Linked DNA regions of Sus scrofa: all the other regions are linked to region 2. A link is a contact called in public promoter capture Hi-C data. All regions are on one chromosome and are shown on one strand. The core of a region is the stretch at or near the end of the contact, and the rest is flanking DNA. Distances in the headings are between cores, read along the strand shown. Region 1 holds the start of LOC100738684 (malignant T-cell-amplified sequence 1). Region 2 holds the start of NET1 (neuroepithelial cell-transforming gene 1 protein). Region 3 holds the start of ANKRD16 (ankyrin repeat domain-containing protein 16).

Region 1 (4,193 bases), core at 1,512-4,011, 270 kb after region 2:
TTGGGGTATCCTGCCCTCTGGTGGTCATCTCCTAAAATGCAGACAAAGCTGTATTAAGGCCAACTCTCTGAAACTATTAAAATAACCCAGGTATGGGAATTACACTGGCAATTTGGAGATTTGAGAAACCTGAGAGTCGTTCTCAGTTGGCTTTTTCATTTTTGTAACACAATCATGTCTCGATTACACGTTCCCTTGACATTACTGACATAAAATTGAATTCCAGAATCTCTTGACTATTTGATTTAGTGAATTATCCAAAGCTATGGTAATTTTCTGTAAAATTTTTACATATATAGAATAATCTTAGATCTTTTAACTACTGAATAAGGGGTACTTTGCAAATTATCAGTCTAAAGTATACTTACCCTGTTTCCAACTGTTAGGTAAGTCCTTTATATACTATATTTTTTACTCCTTATAACTACCCAATACAACTTGTGAAGTATACAGTGTATTATTCCGATTTCATGGGGAAATAAAGTGGTATTAGGGGGCTGATAAAACTTAGGAGGTAGTACTCCCCAGGCCAGAAAAGCTGAGTTTTGTGCCATAATGTCCCTTCTTCTCTTAAAAACCCATAACGTTAATTAATTTTTAATTCACTTTATTTAATCAGAATATGTGGTAATGTTTTAACATACTAGTGTGTTTAAAGCAACACCTGTGTATCATATTTTTTCATTTGCTAATGCATGCCAGCCTCAAAGACCTAGGTTCTTCTGTAAAGTTTAAGAACGAGGCCCTATGATTTCAGAGCAGGTCTACAAAGAGGTTTTTCTTTTCTTTTTAACTTTATGGCTGCACCGGTGGCATATGGAAGTTCCTGGGCCAGGGACGGACTCTGAAGCACAGCTGTGGGCAACACAGGATCCTTTGACACACTGTGCCAGGCGGAGATCAAACCCCGATCTCCACAGTGACCCGAGCCACTGCGGTTGGATTCTTAACCCACGGCGCCACAGCAGGAACTCTGTTTTTTTTCATTTTTTTAACTAAAGAATTTAGAAGGAAAACTAGCACTCCCTGTCCCTTTTCAAGGTGGACAGCAAACAGATGCTTGGGGGCTAAGAAAAAGTACAACCTGAGGAAGGGTCACAAGGTACAGAATTAAGAGCATGATTTCAGGTAAGAATAATTAGCTTCAAACAGATTTTTCGTTGCTATAGAACTCCAGGCTAAACTTTTTCAGGGTCCTTTGCCTAAAACAGCTTCACTTAAAAAAATCCCTTGGGCATTCTTCATAGCAGGCAGGTCTAGGTCAGATCATTTCTGATTCAGCTGTCAGGCATCTACAGACAGGTCAGTAATGCCTATTTCTCCCCTGAATTTCTATATCTGCTTTATGCTGCTCCTGTGTATAACTCCACACATAGAAACAAGGGGACAACCCTCAATAACAAAGGATAGACAAATAGCCTATAAGAGATAAATACATAAAATCCATATATAATGGAGAAGGTTAGCTGCTTATAAAATAACCAGAATGTCTGGAAATGTGACTCATCATAGGATTTGGAGGCAAAACACAGACTCAGCTCATACGTGGGGCCAGCAGTACTGTGGCCTATGCAAAGAGTGTATTAAAATATTCATGTAACTCTTTAGATGTTAATGTAATAATAACAGCTATGACAAATATTTAAAACCTATTTGTTACAAGTATTAATTCAAGCAATTCTCACCCCAACCCACAGGAGATGGGTATTCTTGTTAACCACACACTCATGATGAATAAACTAAGACACAGATTAAGCTCACTAACTCCCACGATTTCAGTCTAGTAAGTGATGGAGCAGCAGTCATTCCCGGGCTGTAGGGTCAGCACGCAGAACCACCCGACCACACTGCCTCATTAAGATGGTCGACTCAGAGTTCGCGCTGTGGTGCACCAGCAGCTGCGGCTCAAATTCATTCCAACCCTGGCTCAGGAACTTCCATCTGCAACGGATGAGGCCGAAAAAGAAAAAGGAAAATATATATAATTGTTGTCACTGCTGGGCACAGGTTCTGATCCCTGGCTAGGGAACTTCCGGACGCCCCAGGCAAGGCCAAAAAAAGAATCCAAAGCTGGTAGAACTGAAAAGGGAAAGAAATGCACAGTCACGGAGATTTCAATATGCTGCTCAGTAACTGCACAGAACGAGTGCACGGATAATCAGTTAAGAACAGAAAAACCCTGGACCCAAACAAAGCAGGCTGCCCATTCTTTTCAGGAGCACTTGCATTCACCAAGAGCCCGTCTTCCAGGCCATAAAGTGAGTTTGGGTATCTTTTAAAGGACTGAAATCCCACAACATGTGCACGCCTCCTGGCCACGAAGCCTCTCCTCTCCCGGGCAGGAGGGCCGAATTCGGCAGGTGACAGGCAGCAAGCGTTTGCAAGTTTACCAACCTGCACCAAACAGGTCGGTAACCTCAGAGGGCGTGAGAGACCGTGGACGAGGAACGAACCGGCCTCGACTCCTGGCAGTGACCGCGCGGAGGAGGAGGGCTCATCCGTGGAGACTCGCCCCCAGGTCTCGGGCGTGGGTACATGGACGGAGGGCGGTTCGACTCCCCCACAATGAAAGTCCGGCCCCCTCCACGCTGCCCTTCCCGCCGCAAGAACCACGGCTCCCTCTCGGCGTCCTCCTCGAGTCCCACCCCTTCATCTGCCCGCTGCGCACGGGGGTCGGCCGACCCCTAACGGCCCGCAGGCGCGCCGCCGGGTCCCCAGGGCGGAAGTGGATTTCACGGGAGCCGTAAAGCGCAGCCTCTTCCGGTGGACGACAGCCGCGCACGACAGCCGCCCGGACCGTCCCTGCCGGCCGTCTGCCGTGAGCGTCTCCGCCGGTGTCGGTACTTCGTTTTTCTCCCCGAGCGTCGCCTTTTTCACCTTGGATCATGTTCAAGAAGTTCGATGAGAAAGAGAATGTGTCCAACTGCATCCAGTTGAAAACTTCCGTCATTAAGGGTATTAAGAACCAGCTGATAGAGCAGTTCCCAGGTATCGAGCCGTGGCTGAATCAAATCATGCCCAAGAAGGATCCGGTGAAAATAGTGCGGTGCCACGAGCACATAGAGATCCTCACGGTGAACGGAGAGTTACTGTTTTTCAGACAAAGAGAAGGGCCCTTTTATCCGACGCTGAGGCTGCTCCACAAATACCCCTTCATCCTGCCCCGCCAGCAGGTCGATAAGGGAGCCATCAAGTTCGTGCTCAGCGGGGCCAACATCATGTGTCCAGGCTTGACCTCTCCCGGGGCCAAGCTCTACCCCGCCGCCGCGGATACGGTGGTGGCGATCATGGCCGAAGGAAAGCAGCACGCCCTGTGTGTCGGAGTCATGAAGATGTCCGCGGAAGAAATCGAGAAGGTCAACAAGGGAATCGGGATTGAGAACATCCACTATTTAAATGACGGGCTGTGGCACATGAAGACGTACAAGTGAGCCTCGGGAGAAGTGCGCCTGCGCTCCACGTGGACCTCGTGCGGGCGCTGTGTTTGTGTCTGTGCGGTGGCGCGAAGACAGCACCTCGGGTTAGCAGTTCCACAGACGCTAAAGAAGAGGGCGGGAGTAAAGCTTTGGAACGAATCCTTGTGTCTGTGTCTGTGTCACGGTGTGTGTGTGTGTGTGCCTGTGTGAGTGTGTATGCCTCTGGGTTTCTGTGTGTGTGTTTACGGAGGGGTGACCAGTTGAGATGGACTGTCTTGTCTAAACAGCTATCCTTTCAAGCAGGTAAAGTATCGTAGAAAAACATTTCAACGTCAGGAGCGTGCACTTAGTTAAACAGACCTGAGTTGTGAGTGAAACGTTGAGAAGAAAATGAGTGGAGAGAGCCCCAAACGACTCTCTACGACCGTTTAAGGGATGAGTGCTAGAAACCAAACCAGTAAAGAGTGTACAGCAGGCATGACCGGTTGTCCACCCAACAAACACAGCCTGCTCCCGACTTGCCTGCAGAATTCTGTCCGCCCCTTTGCTTCATGACTGGAAAGTGCTGCTTGGTCCAGGCCTCTCAATGTGGTCTCTTTCTGATTCCTTTACAGCGGGGCAGGGGCCTAAGGCCAAGCAGGATCTTCTCTATTTAGGAACCCATGGAAAATGAGAAACCCATGGTTTTGAGTCATTTTTAGATGGATGTGTGACTTGTGTTACCAGGGGCTGCTAATAGAAAGATGCTTGGGGAGCAAGTCTCCCTACTTTATTATT
Region 2 (3,960 bases), core at 118-2,617:
AAATTCTATTGAGAACCCAGGTTTTTTGTAAAAAAGGTTTTTTCTCCTAATGTTGTCAAAAAAAGAAAAAGTCAAATTTAATTGTTTATTTAAGGCTGTGTTGCTAAAAACCCGGGAACACTCCTAGTGTTTTTAATCTTTGAATAAAGGTATGCCAGAAGCATGGCCAGTGTCTGATACCAAACAAAAAGACTAATTCTTGATGGTGCAGAAAATGATCTGTTTTAGTATTTACACCCATGACCACTTCTGAGAAAACTGAAACACATACACAAAAGCCAAGGCCAAACACACACAAAAACAAAACCCAAGCCAAATCACACCAAATGAAAGCCTACCTTCTAAAGATGGCAGCTAGTTTAACGACCAAAAGGTGTGTGCGCGACGCAGGGCTCTACCAAGACGGAGGATACACTGCCCTTACCAAGCACCAAGACAGTGTACACCACCGACATCTACCGTGGTGCACTGCAGAAACAATGCCCAGAGTCCCGCATCGACAATCAGAAGTAAATAAAATGGCATAAACGCCACTTATTTTGGTAAAGGTTCATAAAGACTTTAAAAAAGTATAATGGCTTCAGGTACTTGAAGGAAGGAAGGCAGGAGTGTCTGAATAATGACTCACTGGCTTAAATACTTTAACATGGTTTTCTTTCTGAAGAACAAAAGTCTCACATGAGGAATTTATTAGATGTGGAAAGAAAATTAAAAGTGAACACCAGGTCGGAGGGCTTTTTGTTCGCTAGCATGCACTTGCAAGGGAGGGTTTCTTATTTTCCTCTTACTCCACAAGGCAGCTCCTAAGACTTAACAGGTAATACACATAAATGCAGCTCAAGCAAACAACCCACCCCCGCAACCCAAATAAACAGCTGTAATAAGCAACAGAAATCTAACCAAATTGAACAGCATATATATTTAAAATCTTTCCTCTGTGTAAAAGTTTGTGTACACTCAAGCTATGCTATGTATAAATTTAATCTGTAGCATAGTCCCGAAACACATTTCAAACCCGCCTGTAAATCGAGGTCATACACTGCAATATTCGGTACGATCCAAGGTTACGTTTAAAATTCTACTGTCATAGCGGGTCAAAGCCGTCCCGGTCCCAGGGACCTAGAGGGCACGCCTTCGGCTTTGCTCTGCAGCCTTACCTCTTGCTCCCGGAAGGACTGACTGTTAACATCCAGGACTCGTATAGTCCTCTTAATAGGCAGGAGACCCCCGACCTCGTCATGCGCCACCATGCTTCCCGTCCCCGGCAGCCCTCGGACTGAGCCCGCCGAGTCGGCCCTGCAGGACGCCCCCCGCTCCCGTGGGCGCTCAGCCGTCCCAGGCAGCCATTTGCCCGCCTCCCCGGCGGCGCGGCTTCTGCGGGCGGCCGAGGATCCCGCAGCCCTCCAGGCTCCGTGGGCGGGGCCGGGCGCCGGCTCCGGGGGCGGCACCTGAGGCCACGTGACTGCTAACTGACAGCCCGGCACACCTAGGCCTCTGGCTGGCTCGCTGCGAGGGAGAGAGAAAGCTCTGAATCCAAGGGTTGGGAATTGGCAGGGTGAGCCCAGAGGGGAAGGGAAACTGGGTTAATGGGAGGCTTTTCCTGATGCAAAAAGCCTTTCCAGAGACCAGCCGATTGCTTATCGAGGTTGCTTGCCCTCCTTAGGACTTAGTTGCAGACAAGGATCCTTTTTCTATAAAACCTGAGTACCTAGAGAGTAGTTTAGTACGGACACCTTGACAACTTTAAGAAAATCGTAAGTCAGAGTTAAATAACGTATACACTAAAGAAAAGCCTAATTATCCAGGGACCTTGCTTTTATCTTACTTAAGTGCAAACATTTTCACAATTGTGAGATTATCCAAGCCTTTACAAACTGGTTCTCACCGTTCTCAAGACCAACAGAGTAAGCACAGTAGGCAGGCTTCAGTTCCCTCTCTTCCTAAAGTAAGTCTTCTGTGGGGCTATGGGCAGCAGTATAATTGAACTACCTCGAATTTTAAAGTTCAGTGTTTCTTACACTTACAGAATATAGATATTTCTTCTATATACGTAAAAAACATGATACCTGTGTAAGAGATTTTTTAATAAGAAATACATAAAAGATGATTTCTTCCCTAAAAATATATAACAGGTTGAAGAGTAAATACTACAGAATAATAGTGGTCAGAGACTATAAGGACAAATAATGTATAAAAAACAATTTACTGAAGTTTGCAGCACAGTGTTACTTCTTGCAGGAAGGACCAATGCTATCCTTCTATAAACACCAGTGTTTAGGATGCATTCAGGATGATATTAATAATCTGACTTTCTATTTTGCAATTTTTGAAAATCACAATAGCCAAGACATGGAAACAACCCTAAGGGTCCACTGACAGATGTATGGGTTCGGAAGATGTGGTATATATACACAATGGAATACTACTCAGCCACGAAAAAGAACAAAATAATGCCATTAGCAGCAGCATGGATGGAACTAGAGACTCCCATATTAAGTCAGAAAGACAAATACTATATGATATGATACCATATGATATGTGAAATCTAATAAATGGCACAATGAGCCTTTCCACAGAAAAAAAAATCATGGACATGGAGAACAGACTTGTGGTTGCCGAGGGGGAGGGGGAGGGAGTGGGATGGACTAGGAATTTGGGGTTAATAGATGCAAACTATTGCCTTTGGAATGGATAAGCAATGAGATCCTGCTCTCTGGCACTGGGAACTATATCTCGTCACTTATGATGGAGCATGATAATGTGAGAAAAAAGAATCTATACGTGTATGTGTAACTGGGTCACCATGCTGTACAGTAGAAAACTGACAGAACACTGTACACCGGCTATAATGGAAGAAAAAAATTAAAGAGAAATTTTTGAAAAAGTAATGGTGATTATACTTCATCTCTTCTTTATTACCAGGTCACACCTGGGCAAACGTGTGGTGCAGCTAGCCTTAAGAGTGGCTGTTTCTTGTAGACAGTTCTATTCTATATAGCATTAAAGTGGAAGTACCTTAGACATCACAGAATCTAGTGCCCTAATTTAACAGGTAAGAACATTGATCTGCCTGAGCCCTAGAGCTTACAAGAAGCCAGAAGTCTGGTTCAGTTAGTTTCAACAGTTAAAAAATAGTTGTGAGTAAGGCCAATACTTTACAGCTACTTAGTTTCATAGGGAATAAAGGACTGAGGCAGAGTAGCAGTTAGGTAAGAAGTTGCTAGGGTGTTCTCATGGGTCTCTCAAACTGTTTTTCTATTTAGTTCTGATACAGGTAAGGCCAAGGCCAGGAGGAGAAAGGGTATCTTTCACTTTTACTTCATTAAGGATCCAAGGGGCACAGGTAGAAAAATCTTACAAGTAAAAGCAGAAAGCCTACAGGAGCCAAGGAGGATCTAGTGGCTACAGTCCCAGAACAGAAATCCTAGCTCACCAAACCTAAAACCTTAGTTTCATTTTAGGTGTTCAGGTTTGTGGCCTAAATATAATTTAGACAACTGTAGACATTATTTGTAAAAGCAACAATGAACATGGGATGTTCAGTTAGCACTCTGAGAGAATCTTGACTCTAACATGCGCCATAAATCTCAAGGCTGAAAAGGCCCTTGTGATCATTGACTCATCCTCCCCAGTTTTCTTAGGAGGAAACTGGAGAGTGGTAACAAAGAAGAGGGAACTGTGACAGCTTATTCTGTGATGGGAGCTTTATGCATGTTGTTCAGCTAACTGTATCAAGTATGTATCAGTACCTTCGTTTTACAGATGGAAGAAATCAGGACTCAGAAAGTTTAAGAAGCTGCATGTTCATCACCTGGACAGGTGTGACTCCGGTCTGCTCGCTCAAGTGCTGCTGCAACATCCCTTCTGCATGAGACGGCCAATGGAGCAGCTGCAGCACAGGTTTGTAAGGCTTAGTGCTCAGTCCACACCACGTAGGTCTCTTGATCCTATTAGTTGCTT
Region 3 (3,957 bases), core at 1,447-3,946, 330 kb before region 2:
CAATCTGAAATTAGACTTCCGAGAGCAATGTCAATAGTTTCATGTTCACACACACACACAGGCCACAAAACCTATCAAATGATCACGGCACCGACGACCAGGGCTGAATGCTACGGAACCAAAGAACACAACACGAGAAAAAGGAACGAGGACAGCCAAGTGGCAAATCACAATGCCAACGATGGCCACGTGGGCAGTGAGTCACTAAAGGGCACACTGCAAATCCCACACGCCTGCACAACAAGGATGAGCGGAGCAACTGGGAAACCAGTTAAGACCCCAGAAGAGCTGCATCCATGAGCTCACTGTCAAGATTTGCCCCTCCTACACCAAGCTTTTGCTCTGGAGAATCACAGGGGCTGTGGACAGATTCACATACCTTATCATTTAGTTGTCTAAAAACACTCGGTCCCATTGTGCAAACGTGCACCGATTTTGTTCTTTAAAATACGGAAACATGGAGCCCCCGCCGAGGCTCAGGGGAAACGAATCTGACTAGGAACCATGAAGTTGCGGGTTCAATCCTTGGCCTCACTCAGTGGGTTAAGGATCTGGCGTTGCTGTGAACTGTGGTATAAGTTGCAGATTCGGCTTGGATCTGGTATGGCCATAGCTGTGATGTAGGCCAAAAGCTGTAGCTCCGATTAGACCCCTAGCCTGGAAGTGTCCATATGTCGTGGATGTGGCCCTAAAAAGACAGAAAAATAAATAAGCTTAAGGAAACTAGAGGCATAAGGGAAGAGATACCAGGGTCATTAGCAAGTGGGGGGTGGGGTGTTGAGCAGCAACAATTGCGAAACTACCATATACCTCAACCTCCATTTGCACCAACACAGACAACTGCAGTTAAGAACAATGCTTGGCCTGTCCTAAAACTTGATGCAGTTCAAAGCACTTTTCTGCCTTCCTGTTTTTGAAGCGGCAAGATACAATGGAACAGCAACTTTGGCAAAGCTGATACTGGACCTGGTCCTGTCTCCATAACTATCCATATTATTCAGTCCACCAAATTCAAACGCAACCTGCTCTTTAGTAAAACGGGGTTGTTTTCGTACCAGAGGTCTTTTTTCTCTCTTGAGCAGCGCACCACGCACCAGCAGACACTCACTGGGTGCTACCATCTTTCCTTCCAGAGGCCTTTCTTTATACCACCTCTGGGAAAAAGCTAACCTCTTTAACCTGTTTAGGCTTCGCTGCCGCAGCTACCCCCCCCCCCCAATCATGGTGCCTTATAGGGTTGTTTGTGAACTGGGTGATTAATGTAAAGTGCTTTGTAAACCAGAGTGCAATACCATACGTGAAGCATAATTGTTTCCAGGCCTGGCAAATAGTAGCTGCTCCCATTTTATCTCCAAAGCAACTGAAAACACCCGGAGGGTTGAATGACTAGCACCCAGTAAGATCAGGTAAAAACTCAACAGCTACCCTCAGCTCTCCCATCAACCCACACAGCAGGCTCAGATCTTAATGTACCCTCCACCAGCTCAAGGCCCTTTCACATCGCCTTAATTTTCTCAATGTTCAGGTAAGGGGAAAGGAAGACTGCAAAAAAAAAGGAAGCAAAAGGATACAATAAAATGACTCGCCCAAGGTCAAAACAGCAACGCAGAAGGAAAGGAAATGCTAGCTGGCCAGCAGCGGAGGCCACGTCCCCCGTGACTCCCACAGCCCCGAGCAGCGCCGCACCCCTGCGTCCCGTGAGCCCCTGGACCTCCCCCGCGTGCGCGCCCCACTGCGCCCCTGCACCTCACCGGCAGTCTGCCCGCGCCCCTCCACGCCCCCCGCGGGCAGCTCCATGCCCCAAGGCCAGACCCCGCTAAGGACCCCCAAAGGTTCAGCGTCCACACGGCTTGGCCCCACCCGCGCACCCTGCCACGTCGGCGGCCTCACGCACTATGGCGCTCTGCAACGGGGCTCCTGCCGCCGCCGCCGGGCCAGAGCCCCCCAGGCGTCCCAGTCTCAGCGTCCCCCGGGCAGCGCGAGCCCGAGCAGGCCGCGGACTTCCTCCGCCAGCTCCGCCCCCGCCGCAGCCCCGCGAAGAGCCCGCCGCCGGCGCTGACGGACTGTGCTCCGGACCAATCGAAACGCGTGTGCGGAAGGGGCGCGCTGACAGACTGCCCCAGCGACCAATCGGAACGCGCACTTGCAATAGGGGCGGCTACCGCAAGCGGGCCCCGCCCCGTCCGTGCTTCCTCTAGGGCGGAAGAAACGAGTGGAAACTTTCCCAGAGTTCCTCTGAGCTCCGGGACCCGCGGAAGGGCCGCGTCGGGCGGGGCGGGACTGTGGGCGGAGCGGGGCTGGGGGCGGGAACGTGCGGGCTCCACCCCGTCCCCCGGGGGCCCGCGCTGCCAGGTGATCCCGACTGGCGGCGGCGTCCGCACTCAGACGCTTAGAACCTACCCCGGCCTGCCCCGCTTTCGGGACCCACATTGGTGCGGCCTCCGCGCAGGCCTCTCCGGTCTCCCGGCGGCGGGGTGAACTCGGGCTCAGGGCGGGCGTCCCTCCCGGCAGACGCTGCCGCCACTACCTAGCGTTTTGCTCCGGGGCGAAACCAGGGCGTGCGGCAGGCTCCGAGCGTGCGTTCGCGCGAGCCCGCACGCGTGGTCCGTGGGAGGCAGCGTCCCGGGGGCGGGCCAGGCCGGGGAGGGGGCCGGGATCTGGGCGGGGCCGGGGGAGGGGCCCCGGGGCGAGGGCGGGGCATCCGGAAGAGTGTCCCGGGGAGGGGCGGGGCTGGAGGAGGGTCCTCCGGGCCGTCCCGGCCCGTAGAGGATCTCGGGCCATGGCGGCGTCTGTGGACCCGCGGCGGTTGTACCGGCTGGTGCACGAAGGCCAGCTGTGCGCCCTGCGGGAGGAGCTGCGGGCAGCAGGCCGCGCCGACTGCGCGGGGCCGGCTGGGGACACCCTCCTGCACTGCGCCGCGCGCCACGGCCACCTGGACGTCCTGACCTATCTGGTCGAGGCTTGGGACATGGACATCGAAGCCACCAACCGAGACTACAAGCGGCCGCTGCACGAGGCGGCCTCCATGGGCCACCGGGACTGCGTGCGATACCTGCTGGGCCGGGGAGCAGCGGTCGACTGCCTGAAGAAGGCCGACTGGTAGGTGGCGGGACTTTCGGAGAGACCCGCACCCTTCCCTGCAGGATCGTGAATTCCCACTCCGTCCACACTGTAGTTCCTCAACCTTCCCCTATAGAGAAGAATGACCTACAGCGAACCTTGTCGCTGCCCTTGTGGGGACTGTTGCAGTCTTCTGTTCCAAACTGCCTCCCGTTGCAAAGCACAGGACAGTACAGATGAACAGGTAGAGACAGTCAGTCTACGAATTGTTTGTCCCGCGTGTAGATCGCATGAGCCCCAGGATGCGATGTTCTTCTGGGAACATTTAGCTAAATGATGACTTCACCGATGACATTTTTTTTTTTATTTTGAAATTTGTAGTTCACAGAAAGTTGCAAAGAAAGCTTCTGGAAGTCCCATGCTCCCTTCCCCCAGCTTCCCCCAAAGTTCACATCTTAGAGCCACAGCAGGAAAACAAAAGGAAGAAAGTGACATTGCTACAATCCCTGGACTTCCTCAGAGTTCATCAGTTATCCTTACACTGGAGCACGTGTGGTGCTCTGATTTTTATCACATGTGTAGCCTGGCATGACCACCTCACAGCCGTGAGAGTAACCATCGCACCAAGCAGTCGTGTTGTGTTAGATCCACACTGTTTTCAGTACTCACTGGGTCGGTCTAGCCCCTTAGAGGTTATGAACATCTGATGATTCAAACATGTGAAGCTCCTGCCCTCAAGGGATTCCTGCTCTGATGTAAACAAGAAACATCAGACAGCCATATGGCTAAATAAAGGGCACCTTGCCCACTGGTGAGGGGAGAGGCCTGGGATGTTTGGAGGTTTGCTCTTTGGCTGCGACGAAGCCCAAGACTGATTTTCTTGAGCTGCTAGTGAAT

What was found. Promoter capture Hi-C pulls out the DNA fragments that hold promoters and counts their contacts.
Region 1: a promoter capture Hi-C map of fetal skeletal muscle shows a contact between it and region 2, with 7 times the contacts expected there. The contact joins the promoter of LOC100738684 here to the promoter of NET1 in region 2. A contact is called at or near these places in 3 of 5 promoter capture datasets (fetal skeletal muscle and liver), 1 of 47 Hi-C or Micro-C datasets (embryonic fibroblasts) and 1 of 2 datasets of contacts at active chromatin or transcription factors (alveolar macrophages).
Region 3: a promoter capture Hi-C map of liver shows a contact between it and region 2, with 3 times the contacts expected there. The contact joins the promoter of ANKRD16 here to the promoter of NET1 in region 2. A contact is called at or near these places in 1 of 5 promoter capture datasets (liver) and 5 of 47 Hi-C or Micro-C datasets (embryonic fibroblasts, fetal skeletal muscle, mesenteric adipose tissue and 2 more).

The regions. Positions count from the first base shown.
Region 1 is chr10:65,702,160-65,706,352 of Sscrofa11.1, forward strand. LOC100738684 (malignant T-cell-amplified sequence 1) reads left to right here and starts at 2,762. Exons shown (of 1, transcript XM_003482845.3): 1 at 2,762-3,575. The coding sequence starts at 2,886. The coding sequence ends at 3,431. It also overlaps a transcript of AKR1E2 not described here.
Region 2 is chr10:65,436,979-65,440,938 of Sscrofa11.1, forward strand. NET1 (neuroepithelial cell-transforming gene 1 protein) reads right to left here and starts at 1,368. Exons shown (of 11, transcript XM_003130825.6): 1 at 1,158-1,368. The coding sequence starts at 1,250.
Region 3 is chr10:65,106,347-65,110,303 of Sscrofa11.1, forward strand. It overlaps ANKRD16 (ankyrin repeat domain-containing protein 16), which reads left to right and starts at 2,697. Exons shown (of 7, transcript XM_005668213.3): 1 at 2,697-3,099. The coding sequence starts at 2,780. FBXO18 (F-box DNA helicase 1) reads right to left here and starts at 2,629. Exons shown (of 20, transcript XM_021065040.1): 1 at 2,401-2,629.